2 separate regions of the Mus musculus genome follow, and region 2 is linked to region 1. A link is a contact called in public Hi-C data. All regions are on one chromosome and are shown on one strand. Each heading gives the region's core, a stretch centred on a gene start, on an enhancer-like site or on the middle of the called end of the contact. The rest is flanking DNA. Distances are from core to core; before and after follow the strand shown. Region 1 has its middle 9.0 kb from the start of Gm45922. Region 2 overlaps Gm31686 (a long non-coding RNA gene).

Region 1 (5,926 bases), core at 1,088-3,587:
GGCAACAGCCAGGTATGCCTGACTCACTATAAAAGGGGCTGCTTGCCCTCTCCTCACTCTCTTGCTCTCTCATGCTATTGCTTTCCCTCCCCACCCACTCCCTTCCCCCCTCTCTCCATGTGCTCATGGCCAGCCTCCTCTCTCTCTCTCTCTCTCTCTCTCTCTCTCTCTCTCTCTCTCTCTCTCTGCCTCTACCCTCTTAACTCCCTTCTTCATGCCCTACAGTTGTGTGGCTGGTCCCTCAGGGAGAAGGGATGCCTCAGCATGGGCCCACCGAGGCACCCCCTTCCCCCATACCTCACCACACCGCCATAAAACATACCCCCTCCTCTTTATCTTTTTTATAAACACATCAACATGCATGAAGGAATAAGTCAGGCTGTGGAAATCCTCAGTGGTAAGACACTTGCCTGATAGCTACAAAGTCCTGAGTTCCATGTGTAGCATTTTAAACAAATGCTGACATCCACAGAGATTGCTTTTCAGAAACAGCACTGCATACAGGACTACAACCTTTACTTAGAAACAGGAGTTCAAGTCATATAAAACTCTTTTTTTTTTTTTTTTTTTTTGAGTTTTTCGAGACAGGGCTTCTCTGTGTATCCCTGTCCTGGAACTCACTCTGTAGACCAGGCTGTCCTTAAACTCAGAAATCACCCTGCCTCTGCCTCCCAAGTACTGGGATTAAAGGCATGCGCCACCACTGCCTGGCTCAAGTCATTTAAAAGAAGGTATGCTGGTTAGTTTTCTGTTAACACAAACAGGGGTCATTGGGGAAGAGGGGATCTTTAATGAGAAGATTGGCCTGCCAGTAAGCCTATGGAAACATTTTCTTGAGTCATGATTGATCAGGGAGTGCAGAGCCCATTGTGGGTGGTGTCATCCCTAGGCCTGTGTCCTGTGTAGTATAACAGAGGAGGATGGGTAAGTCACAGGGAGTAAGCCAGCAAGCAGCACTCAGGGTATATTAGGAACAAAATATTTACTTAAATTTTATTCCTGGCTTAACCTTCATGGCTTGGACACCTTCGATGTTCTAGATCACTCTACTGAGCACAGAAGTACAAAGATAGAGGACACTAATTTCCTCCCAGAAGATTCCACATTAGGTAATGCCTTCCAAAAGTCTGAGATGAGGACCTCTAGTGCCCCTATATAGAATCTCCCAAGGTGATTTTGAAAAGCGAGAAGAGGGTATTGAGGATTGCCAATCCCTTGCTTGAGGGTCCTTCATGTAGACTATCTGGAACGCAGCAGCACTGACTGACCACTTTTCCATTTGATGGTCACACACACTGGCCTGGCAATGCCCAGAGATGTAGCCATGCATTCTGATCTTTGAGTGCAATGGTGCATTTTGCAGAATCGTGGAGTCTCTGAGTTTGTGTGTGTGTGTGGGGAGATGGGAGTGGGGAGGGTGGGGGGGCGCTTTGGAAAATGCCAGACCTGAACTCAGTTGGTGACCATATGAAACTCAGCCAAATCCTACCTCTCAGCCTTCACTGCTATCATCATATGTGTGGTGCCTGCCTCTGAGTGGTGTCCATTAAGTGAGATATTTTATACAGGGGTGTTGAATATACTGCCTTATTCACCGAAGGTGCTAGAAATACCATGCCATTGCCCTTGTCTTTCCCAAAGGCAAACCCAGGCACACCCCAATCTATGCCCCACTGTGGTACTAACCCCATCCCAGAGGCACTTCCAGGGAGATCAAGGGCACCCCAAACCTTAACAAAAATCCTGTCTCTGGAGCCTCACTATTCACTTCTAGCAGCTAAGGACTGGATCGCCTAGCCCCATTCCCCCCACTGCTCTCCTGTCATTACCCCACCACCACTTTTCTCACTCAGTTCTATGTAGTGGGAAACAGACAGTTCCCCAGGAGACTGCAGAGGCAGAAACCTGTTACCAGTTTTGTCAGCTCCTGAAATGGCAGATGGCTGCAGCCTGCAGCCTCTTGCTGTAGCCAAGATGTCTTCATCTGTCCTCCCAGGACCTCAGGAAAAATGCTACTGGCAAGAGAAGGAGGAAGGGATCAGAAGTCGGTATAAGGCCTTGCATCCAGAGGGCCCGTTATGGGTTTAGATGTGTGATGTGGGCTTAATGGTAGTCAGGGGGCAGGTGATTAGGCGCATCAGGCCGCTCTGATCGTCCCATACACAGCCCCTGATAGCTCCCAGCACTCTGAAGCCTTGTTTGCTTTCTCTGAGGCAGAAATCCCACAAGGTCTGCCCGCTGCCAGCTGTCGAGCTAACGAACTGTCTGCGTGCTGCTGAATGGGAGCCTGCAGCCTGGCGAGGCACAGCATCCCGGGCTGTCTCGAGTGTGATTGCCTTTATCTAACCAGTGCAGGCGCCCTCCTAATCAGGCGGCTGCTGGCCTCCAAGGGTCAAACCCGGACCATCGCTACCTAAACAAACAACGACGATGTCACCTTTGGGGGAAGACTGATAAGCAGTTGGCAGGCAGGCCACGGGCAAGAGAAGGCGCCAGCAGCCGGCAATCTGCGAAAGCCGTAAATATGCTGCAGTCTCAGCAGGGAGACGGGCAATATAGCCACCAAGAGGCCTTTGTTTAATGAGCTGTCAGAAAGCAGGCATGAAATTATGTTTGAAAACATGTGCAAGCTGCAGAGACAGAGTGGGGCCTATAAATGGACCTCTTCCTTCACCAGAGATGTTTGCAGCATCTTATCTGTGTGCTGGCTGTCGTCGGATGAAAGCTATCATTAGCAAACTAATGGTGTTTGAAAGCTACAAATTTCTCTCTCTCTTCTCTATTTTTGACTTAAATGGATTATAGACAAAAAATTTTTAATTGTTTTATTTTTCTTTCCTTGGGATTTTGGTAAACATGCAAATTGGAAGAGAATCAAAAACGAAAACAACAACAACAAAACCATCCAAAAATGTATCTGTGGAAGGGTGAAGGAGCAGTTAGGCTCAGAGGCTTGTCTCAGACAGTACTTAGCTTATTTTCTTCCCAGTTCTGTGGAGACCCCATTCAGAGAACTCTAATGCAACTCCAGCTACCGTTTTATTTCAATCAGGCCCATAAAAGGAGGCATAAATATAAAAGGAATTGCTCGCTGATAATCTGCATATTAAAATTAGTGGGTTTTCTGCCACATCAACCATCAAATCGAGAATGGTTTTCCAAGGGCTGGAAACTACCCTTGTGGGCCACATGGACGCCGAGTTTATCTCTGTGAAGGGTGAAACTTAAAGACTTTAAAAACATCTGCCAGGACGGAGCGGCTGGGCTGATTCAGGACCTACTTGGGCCGGGTCTCAACCTCTGAAATGAACGCGGACCTGATTGTTCTGATGTGGGCACAGTCAGGCAGCCAGGAAATGGCTTCAGCAGACCCAGTGTCCTACAGCAAAGCTGCTCCAGGAGAGGGGGCAAATCAGAAGGCAAATTTTCTTGGGACCCACCGTGGACAGACTGAGCAGGGCCTCTGTTGCCTTCCACTTTGGAGAAAGGGGGAAGGGGGTCCCTGAGTGGAAGCAAAATGAGCTAGAGGATCAGATTTTAAACAAAGAAAATTTGTAAAAATGAAAAAACAAAAAACAAAAAAACAAAACCTCCCACCAAGTTACATTAACAGCAACATTGCAGATCCTGCTGAAATATGAAAATGTTGGAAATCCATCAGACGTTGTGTGCTCAGATTAGCTTCAGATCCGGGCCTGGCACCCAAAGGTCCCATTCCCTCCCAAGTCTTTGAAACCATCTTTTTGCCTCTTTCTCCCGAGCAGTCAGAAATTCTAGGCACAGAGGTGGTTTGTCTATGTTAATGAGAAGGGGGAGCTGTACTCCACACTGGAGACCAGAGAAGTGACACCCCCCCCCAAAAAAAAAAGAAAGAAAGAAAAGCAAGATGTTATGGCCAGACTATGCTCTGCCCAAAGCAAGCACAAAAGGTGACCTTGTCCTTCTTAGTTCTCTAATTGGAGAGCAGGGACTGAGTATGCTAGAGCTGAAACTGCTCTGTGGACAGTTTTCTGGGGTTACCCTGTAAAGGCTGAGATTCTTTAGATCACTTTTAGGTTGGAAAAAAATTTAGCTTATTCCAGTTCACTAAATAGGGTATGAGTCCTTATTAGGTGATTATACTGTGCTAAGTACTGTGAAGTACTGTGCTAAGTACTGTGAGGACAGTTAAACCTGTGTGGCTGGACCCCACCCCTGTGTGTGTGTGTGTGCTTGTATATCTGTGTGTGTGTGTGTGTGTGCTTTTATATCTGTGTGTGTTTGTGTACATGTGTGCTTGTATATCTGTATGTGTGTGTGTGTGTCTTATGGTGCTGGTGTACCTGTGTGTGAGTATGTGTGTATGAGTGTGTGTGTTCTGGTGCTTGTGTATCTGTGTGTGTGTCTATGTGTGTGTGTTATGGTGCTTGTGTATCTCTGTGTCTATGTGTGTGTGTTAGTGTTATGGTGCTTGTGTATCTGTGTGTGTATGTCTGTGTATGTGTGTGTTATGGTGCTGGTGTACCTGTGTGTGTGTATGTGTGTATCAGTGTGTGTGTTGTGGTACTTGTGCATGTGTGTGTGTGGTGCTGGTGTACCTGTGTCTGTATGAATGTGGAGGCCAGAGCTAAGCCTTGGTGTTGTTTTTCAGGGGTCACCCACTTTGCATGTTGTTCATTTGCTGTTCTTTAGTGTGAGAAGGGGTCCCTTACTGGATCCTGGGGCTCAGAAATTAAGCTTTCCTGAATGCCCAGCTGACGTCAGAGATCTCCCCTCTGCTTCCCCAATGCTAGAATTTCAAGCCAGTGCCACCACACCCAGCTTTGCATGCGGGTTCTGAGGATTTGACTTCTGTTCACATAATCAGGTGGCAGACGTTTTAGAGGCTTGCAGATTCCTAGCCTGTGACTGTGTCTTTGCCATTGTCTCTCTCCAGCTCCCACACCCTGCTGCCCTCCCCCCAGTCCACTTGTCACTGGCTCTTCAAGCCTCCTTTGGGAGCTAAGGCAAGAGAGAGTGATGTCTTGCCACAAAGACTAAGAACCTATTTGTATATCCCTAAAGTTTTATATTTTATTGATCCCTACTCTGTGCAGCAATCTGATAGCTCAACAGTGAAGAGCACTTACTATTCTTTTAAGGGACCTGAGTTTGGTGCTCAGCAACCTCATGGTGGCTGCTGGCCATTTGTAACTCCAGCTCCAGGAAATGCAACTCATCTGGTCATCACTGGGCACATGGTACACACACACACACAGGCACATGCACACACACACACACATGCAAAACACTCATACATATAAAATAAAAATAAATATTTTTAAAACTCAACCATCTTGAATAATTATGTATATTTATATTTTGTTTATTTTTTTAAATTTGCCTGAGTTTAAATAATTCAAAACTCCTTCCTACACAGGCCCTAGTGCCCCTCCTCCATGATCAACACCATCAGTTTCTTGGGTACATAATATATGCCTAGGATTTTTAATATAACATTGTAAATAATTAATAAGATTTGTTGAGAATATCATACACTGTCTCTCCATCATATTCACCCTTTATTTCTCCAACAGCTCCCCAATCCATGACCCCAGATTCCTACTTCCCCTTTCTTACAGAAAAAAAAAAAATAACCTGTCTAATCCAGTGAACAGTGCTCATCTACTCATGGGGGCCATCTGCTGGGGTGTAGTTGACCCACCAGGGGCTTCACCCTTCAAGAAAACTGACCATGTTTTCCACAGAAGACATTATTAACTGTCAATAACTCCTCCCTTAGGGATCAGGACTCGTGATCCCCTCCAGCCCCCACACTGGAGTGTTGACTGGCTTGATTTTGTACCTGTCTTGTATGGCAGTCATGGCTCCTGTGAGTTCATGGGTGTAGAGGCCCTGCCATGTCCAGAAGATCCTGTTTTGGTGTTTTCTCTGCAACCTCTGCTTT
Region 2 (5,926 bases), core at 1,229-3,728, 43 kb after region 1:
GTGTGTATGTGTGTGGTGTGTGTATGTGTGTGGTGTGTTTGTGTGTTATGTTGTGGTGTTTGTGGTGTGTATGTGTGGTGTGTGTGTGTGTGTTATGTGTGTGGTGTGTGTATGTGTGTGGTGTGTTTTTGTGTTATGTTGTGGTGTGTGTATGTGTGTGGTGTGTGTGTGTGTTATGTGTGTGGTGTGTGTATGTGTGTGGTGTGTTTTGTGTTATGTTGTGGTGTGTGTATGTGTGTGGTGTGTGTATGTGTGTGGTGTATATTAAAGAGAGAGAAGATGAACATAAAGTCGGGTGGAGAAGACAAGTGAGGAGGCTCTGAGGAGAGTTGAGGAAAGGGAAACATGGTCAAAATGCAGTATGTTTTTAAAGACTTTTTAAATAAAAAAATAGAAAAAAACAGAAATATACATTTTTAGAAAGACAACTTTAGATGTTTAGCAGACTCTGAGGCAAAGGCTCCTCTCTGGAGACCACACTCTACCCAAGAACTTCTGTCTGAATCACATTTTTAATATATGAAATATCAGCCAAAAAATTACAAAGGGGATTAATTACAGTAAAATGCAGCTACCAAATTATTTTTAAATGAAATTTACAAGATCGTAATATATTTACATCTATAATAGCATGTTAAATGGCAAGAACTAGCCATCAAGCGAGGATTGCACCGTATCAGAGCTTCAACCAGTGCCCGGTGACTCTGCCAAGGCCAGCTTCACAGGTGCTGGCAACCGTGGCTCCTTCCAGACCTCCACGGTTGGTGCATTTTAAATGATAGTGAAGGCAGGAAGCACATCACAACCGTCAGACTGTATGGAGACCATTTGGAGAGTACATGTGAAGACCCCATCCATTCAGGGTTGGGGAGACAGTTCAGTCCAGAAAGTAATTGTCATACAAACATGAGGCTTCAGATTTGGCCCCCAGAACCCAAGTAAAAAGCCAGGTGTGTTAGCATGCACTGCTTAAGCACTGAGAGGGGTCCCTGGGGCTCAGCGACCAGCCAGCCTAGCCTAAGAAGAGCCCAGGTCCAGCCAGAAACCCCGTCTCTAAAGAAAGGCAGACTGTGGCTGAGGAAAATACCCAAGGTTATCCTCTGGCCTCCACCCCAAGCTCCCATAAGCAGTGCTTGTTAACCCCCCCCCCCAAGACTATCCCAAAGACTATTGCCTATCCCTGAGATATGTTCTTTTAGCTGGGCTGCCCTGTCTGGCCTCAGAGGGAGAGGAAGTGCCAAGCCTCACAGAGACTTGATGTGCCAGGGTAGAGGGATACCCAGGGGTCTCCCAGCCGCTCAGAGGAGAGGAGGTGGGCAAAGGATTGTGGGAGGGAGTGACCAGGAGGGGAGTAATGAGCAAGATGTGATCATACAAACACTGGAAGGTGAGTTCTTGCTGGGACAAGGTGCCCATGAACCTGGGTCTAGCCTCAGAGCCCTTTCAAACCAAGGAGCCAATTGACCGGAGGTGGAAGCCTTGGCAACTCTGTATAACATCCTTGGCAATGAGCATCAGGGAGCAGTTAAACACTGACAGAGGGTTAGGTCCCAGGGCAGTAAAAGCTATCCCTTCATCCCCAGCTGAGCTATGAGGCCAGTATGCCTGTAACTAGCCATGCTGGATAAGTCATGCCATCCTTTGACTTATGTGGGGATCCTGGTACTGAGACCCACGAGGGGAAAAGAAGCCAGGTAAAGCCTGTCAGTTACCTGCCCGAGGCTCACCACTCTCCTGGCCTGTCAGTCACACCCTGGTCCATCGTGCAGAGACTAGGCTGCCCGGGGGTCCTTCTTATTAAATGCCAAGCCCTGGGACTCTGAAGTTCATTTAGTGTCCAGGCCCCCATCAGCCTGATGGAATCAACTTTCCCATTTTCCCTAGGCTTCCACACCTTCTGCTTCTGACCATCTTTTGTCCACTTCACGGAAACCCCATTCCCCCCATCCTCCCCCTACCCCCGCCTCCCCATATCACTGGATGTCTTAGTTTCCAAGAGCATTCAGTGTCATTTTAGCTTTTAGCCATTTGTTTTTATTTTTTAGTTATATATACTTTTTGAGACGTAGCATCCCCACATAGTTCAAGTTGACTTTGAACTCACGATTCACCTGCCTCTGCCACCTGAGTGGCATCACTGTCGATGCTACCACACTCTGCATGACCCATGTTTTATTATACCGTCCCACCCTAACAGAACTCCCTCCCCACCTCCTCCTCTCCTGACCAACTGACAGCATTTCTACTCCTACAGTCAGAAAACTGCAAGCTGTGTTCTTGCTGAGTAGAGCTGTCCACTTGAGTTGCCTTATCCTTTGTCATGAGCCAACTCCCGCAGCCGCTGTTCTCTCCAGTCTAAACCCATGTTACAGCCCAATCCCTGGTTTAAAGATGAAAACAGTGGCCAGCAGGTGCAGCAGCTGAAAGCAGGCTCCCTGTGGGGTCAGCCCCTTCTGCCAAGCTGGTCTAGGCAGCCATGCCAAGACCTTCCGCTCAGGCATCTCCTCACTGCGTAGGAACCCAAACTCCCTTCCCCACGCACAGGGCTGTACTTCTCTTCCCTGGCACCGGCCCTCACTCAATGATGGGGGAAACTGAGAGGTGAGTTCCTATCCTCTGTGGAATCTTCTGACTAGGGACCTGAGGGGACAGGATGAGCTACCTACCGCCAGTCTCCTATATAGGCCTGTCTCCTATAGCACAAAATGGTCACTCAAAGAGATCGCCCTTCCCCGCTCCCCAGCACGGGTACTAGGAAGCAGCCTCAGAAGCAGAGGTGGAGGCAGTTACAAAGAGCAAGGACAGTCATATTTCCATAACTTGATGCACATGGTGGAGGATCTGCCAGCCCATGGAAATTGCCCTGACGTTTGAAAGGAAAGATTGGTTGGAGCCCTGCTCCTGTTGGCCCCTGGGTAAAGAAACCCTGCAAGAGAGACGTGAAACCAACTCCATTTCCACTGGAAGTGTCTCTTCCTTTGGTTCAACAGCCCAAGCCCCTCCCAGAAAGCGCCCGTCCCCCAACCTCCACCCCCAGTGTCCCTGCCTTGCTGTTCTCAGCATTTGCAAGGTTGCCCACAGTCTGAGAGTGGGGTGCTCAGCGCTGGGAGTAGTGGGTGAGTTCCCCGTGTTTCCAGCTCGCCTGTGCAGATGGATCCGCAGCTGATTAATGACACTCTGAGCCACTGCAGCGCTCATCTGCTTAACAATCCGATTTCTAGGACGTTTTAGAAGTTGTTAGCTGACTGCCAAAAATGAGGATCATTAAAAATAGATTCACAGCTGTTGAGGAAGCCAGAGATATAATTTTACCTTCATTATGCCTTATTGCAGATGTTATTGATTTAATCTCGTTGCATTTTACTGTGTAATATCAATTGGCACTGTCTTTGCTGTAGAAACTGGGAACTGTGTTTGTTCTTCTTGTCTTCGCAGCAGAAGGTATAGTTAGTCGGACAGTCCAAGTAGGTCCAAGTCGTCATCCCGAACTCCGACCCACTCACCACCTCTGATGGCCACCGTAGCTGAGACCCATGTGCCGCCTTCAGAGACTCAGCATAGACCCATGACAGAACAAGAATCTGAAAATGGGGCATCTACATTCTACATCCTTTAAGATAATGTTCAAGCGTGTGAACCATCAGCATCAAACAAATGAGGAGAAAGGGTGGGGGGCATCCTTCCAGCCCCTTCCAGGTTTGCTTGGGCGGTGCCACACACGTCCAGTCCATGTGTTGAATCCTTTGCTTGTGTGACAGCCCTGTCCTCTGAAATCTTACGCTGAAACCTGATAAATAGAATTTAATACTAAGTAAATTAGGATGCAATAGGGTGTTGTCTTTCAAAAAGTGTTACTCTGAAGACTCATTCTGAGATATTCTGAGATAATCTTTAAAAAAAAAAGGTTCAGAACTGGAAAGTTTGAGAATGCTACATTAAAGAAGCTTGGGAAGCCCGGCGTGAGGGCTCCTCTTCTTAAGTCCTTACCATTGTAGCCGATTAAAGGCTCCTGGGTACCAAAGAAATCTGACTGACTCTGTTCAATAAAGCATTTTCCAAGCTAATTTGATGCAAAGGTATCTCTTCTATTCATGTACTAACACTCCTCAGTGTTCATTAGCAGCAAGCAGCCTTTGGAAAGCCTCTGGTTTAACCTAGAAGATGAACCGTCAGCACCTCTGGGAATCCCTCCACCTTGTGTGCTGCTCTTGTGGGCTCCAGCTTGCATTACAGGGGCCTTTCAATGATTGAGTTTGTGACCTAGGCAGCATCCCTCACCTTCTGTCCCTGGCCCACCACCTCAGCCTCCTAACTCTAAATAGCCCACCAGTCAATTAGCATCTCCTGCCTCCACGCAACCTGCCATCTCATGACCAGAGAGAGCCAGGCTGTGCTTGCCGCATCATCTGTGGGTACAGCAGGGCTTAGAGTAACTCTCCACAGTTCTACCAAGCCCTCTCAGATGACATTAGCTTCGTGATTATTCAAGTTCGCACCTTTTTGTAGCTATGGCTTTCAGGGGGGTCACATAACCACTTGTCTCGGTACCCCTTCACCAGCACGACACACATAAAACCATGCAGCAAACAGATGAGACAGAAACACTTCTCTGTTTGTAAGAGATTAGCAGAAAGCCTTTGTCCCCACCAGTAGCATTTGAAAGGGCTCCCTAGGCAACATTTAGGTTGGTGAGTGCACACAGGGGAATTCATCAACTCTGGGGGATATTGTCAAAGATTCCCTCTTTGTGACCATTCCAGGATTTTAGGTATTGTTAAGGCTAGTGAACAGTTGTGGGGTGTGTGTGTGTGTGTGTGTGTGTGTGTGTGTGTGTGCATGTTGCTTCTTAGAGAGTTTAGCACCTTTGATCATGAGGTCTAACATCTGCTATCAGCTAACAAAGAATGTGAATTATCTCATCTCAGCTCCCCTCAGCTCTTCTGTATAACAAATTGGGGGATTCTAGAAAAAAGAACACAAAACAAAAACAAAATGGAACAAACAAACAAACAAAAAACCATCCTGCACCTCCCATGGTGACTTAACTGTGGGCAAAATCTAGCCAGGAGTCAGGTAAGGCGAGCTAGGGATCAGGTTCATTTGGCAACTCCGTTTTTTGTTAACTCATCAATATCGGACAACTTGTCCAGAGTAGCAGTGCCTGGCTGTGTGTCTCTCCACATATCCACTACGGTGCTGAACACTGAACCCCATGCCCATCTGCTAACTAGTGAGTTAGCACCACTCAGGCAGGAAGGATGGAGCCAATCTGTTCTCAGAAGGACTCCAGCCACAGAAGGTGGACTGAAAAGCTAAGCCGCACTTGTCACGTGCGTGTGTTATGCCCCAGAGAAGCATCTACACTTTGGGGTGGCATCAGTTGCGAGACATACCCAAGAAGTATGTTTAGGGAAGGCAAGGGGGCGTGGTTATGCTTATACATGATCTCATAGACTTCCAAGGGAGGAAGACATCTTTGAGGATCCTTAGAGAGAGACACCAGGCAGGGGAACAGCTCACAGATATACCCCTAACTCACTAAGGGGTGATGCTGGATAAACTACTTCACACCATTCAACCTAAGAGCCAATCCCCCAGCTCTTGCAAAAATCCCTGCTCTCTTCTGCTTCCAACTTCTTTTGTAGTTCTGGTAGAATTTAGAATTCTGACTCTTAAAGATCGAACTAAAATGAAAATTCCAGAAAGTCTGCGAAAGACCAAAGAGGAAAATTTAATCTGGGATATGATTGAATGTCCTAAAAAATATGCTATGGGGAAGGTAGGTTTAGACAAATAACGAGTTCCCTTTTTTACTACGCTTTTAGAAAAGAACGGCGTAGGAACCAGACATGTTAGTAAGAGGCTAGGAAAATAGAAACGTGTTTTACACAGCTAAAACTAAGCCATTAACTTCACTGCTAAACAA

What was found. A called contact is a pair of places that touch in the nucleus more often than the background predicts.
Region 2: a contact with region 1 is called in a Hi-C map of cerebellum, with 2.4 times the contacts expected there. The contact joins two enhancer-like sites. A contact is called at or near these places in 1 of 15 datasets of contacts at CTCF or cohesin (the NIH/3T3 cell line), 10 of 484 Hi-C or Micro-C datasets (the G1E-ER4 cell line, cerebellar granule neurons, cerebellum and 4 more), 3 of 115 datasets of contacts at active chromatin or transcription factors (a beta-TC-6 cell line, bone marrow-derived dendritic cells and embryonic stem cells) and 3 of 9 other capture datasets (embryonic tail, embryonic trunk and liver).

The regions. Positions count from the first base shown.
Region 1 is chr6:50,888,619-50,894,544 of GRCm38.p6, forward strand. No RefSeq gene overlaps it. Among named protein-coding and RNA genes, the nearest start is that of Gm45922, 9.0 kb to the left of the region's middle. Within about 2 kb of position 2,338, at least 104 of the 459 cell types and tissues checked have an H3K27ac peak or open chromatin away from gene starts, as enhancers often do. A contact at or near this core is called in cerebellum, where this site is marked.
Region 2 is chr6:50,931,288-50,937,213 of GRCm38.p6, forward strand. Gm31686 (a long non-coding RNA gene) reads right to left here. Exons shown (of 4, transcript XR_377658.3): 4 at 2,114-3,787. Among named protein-coding and RNA genes, the nearest start is that of Gm31686, 10 kb to the right of the region's middle. Within about 2 kb of position 2,479, at least 17 of the 459 cell types and tissues checked have an H3K27ac peak or open chromatin away from gene starts, as enhancers often do. A contact at or near this core is called in cerebellum, where this site is marked.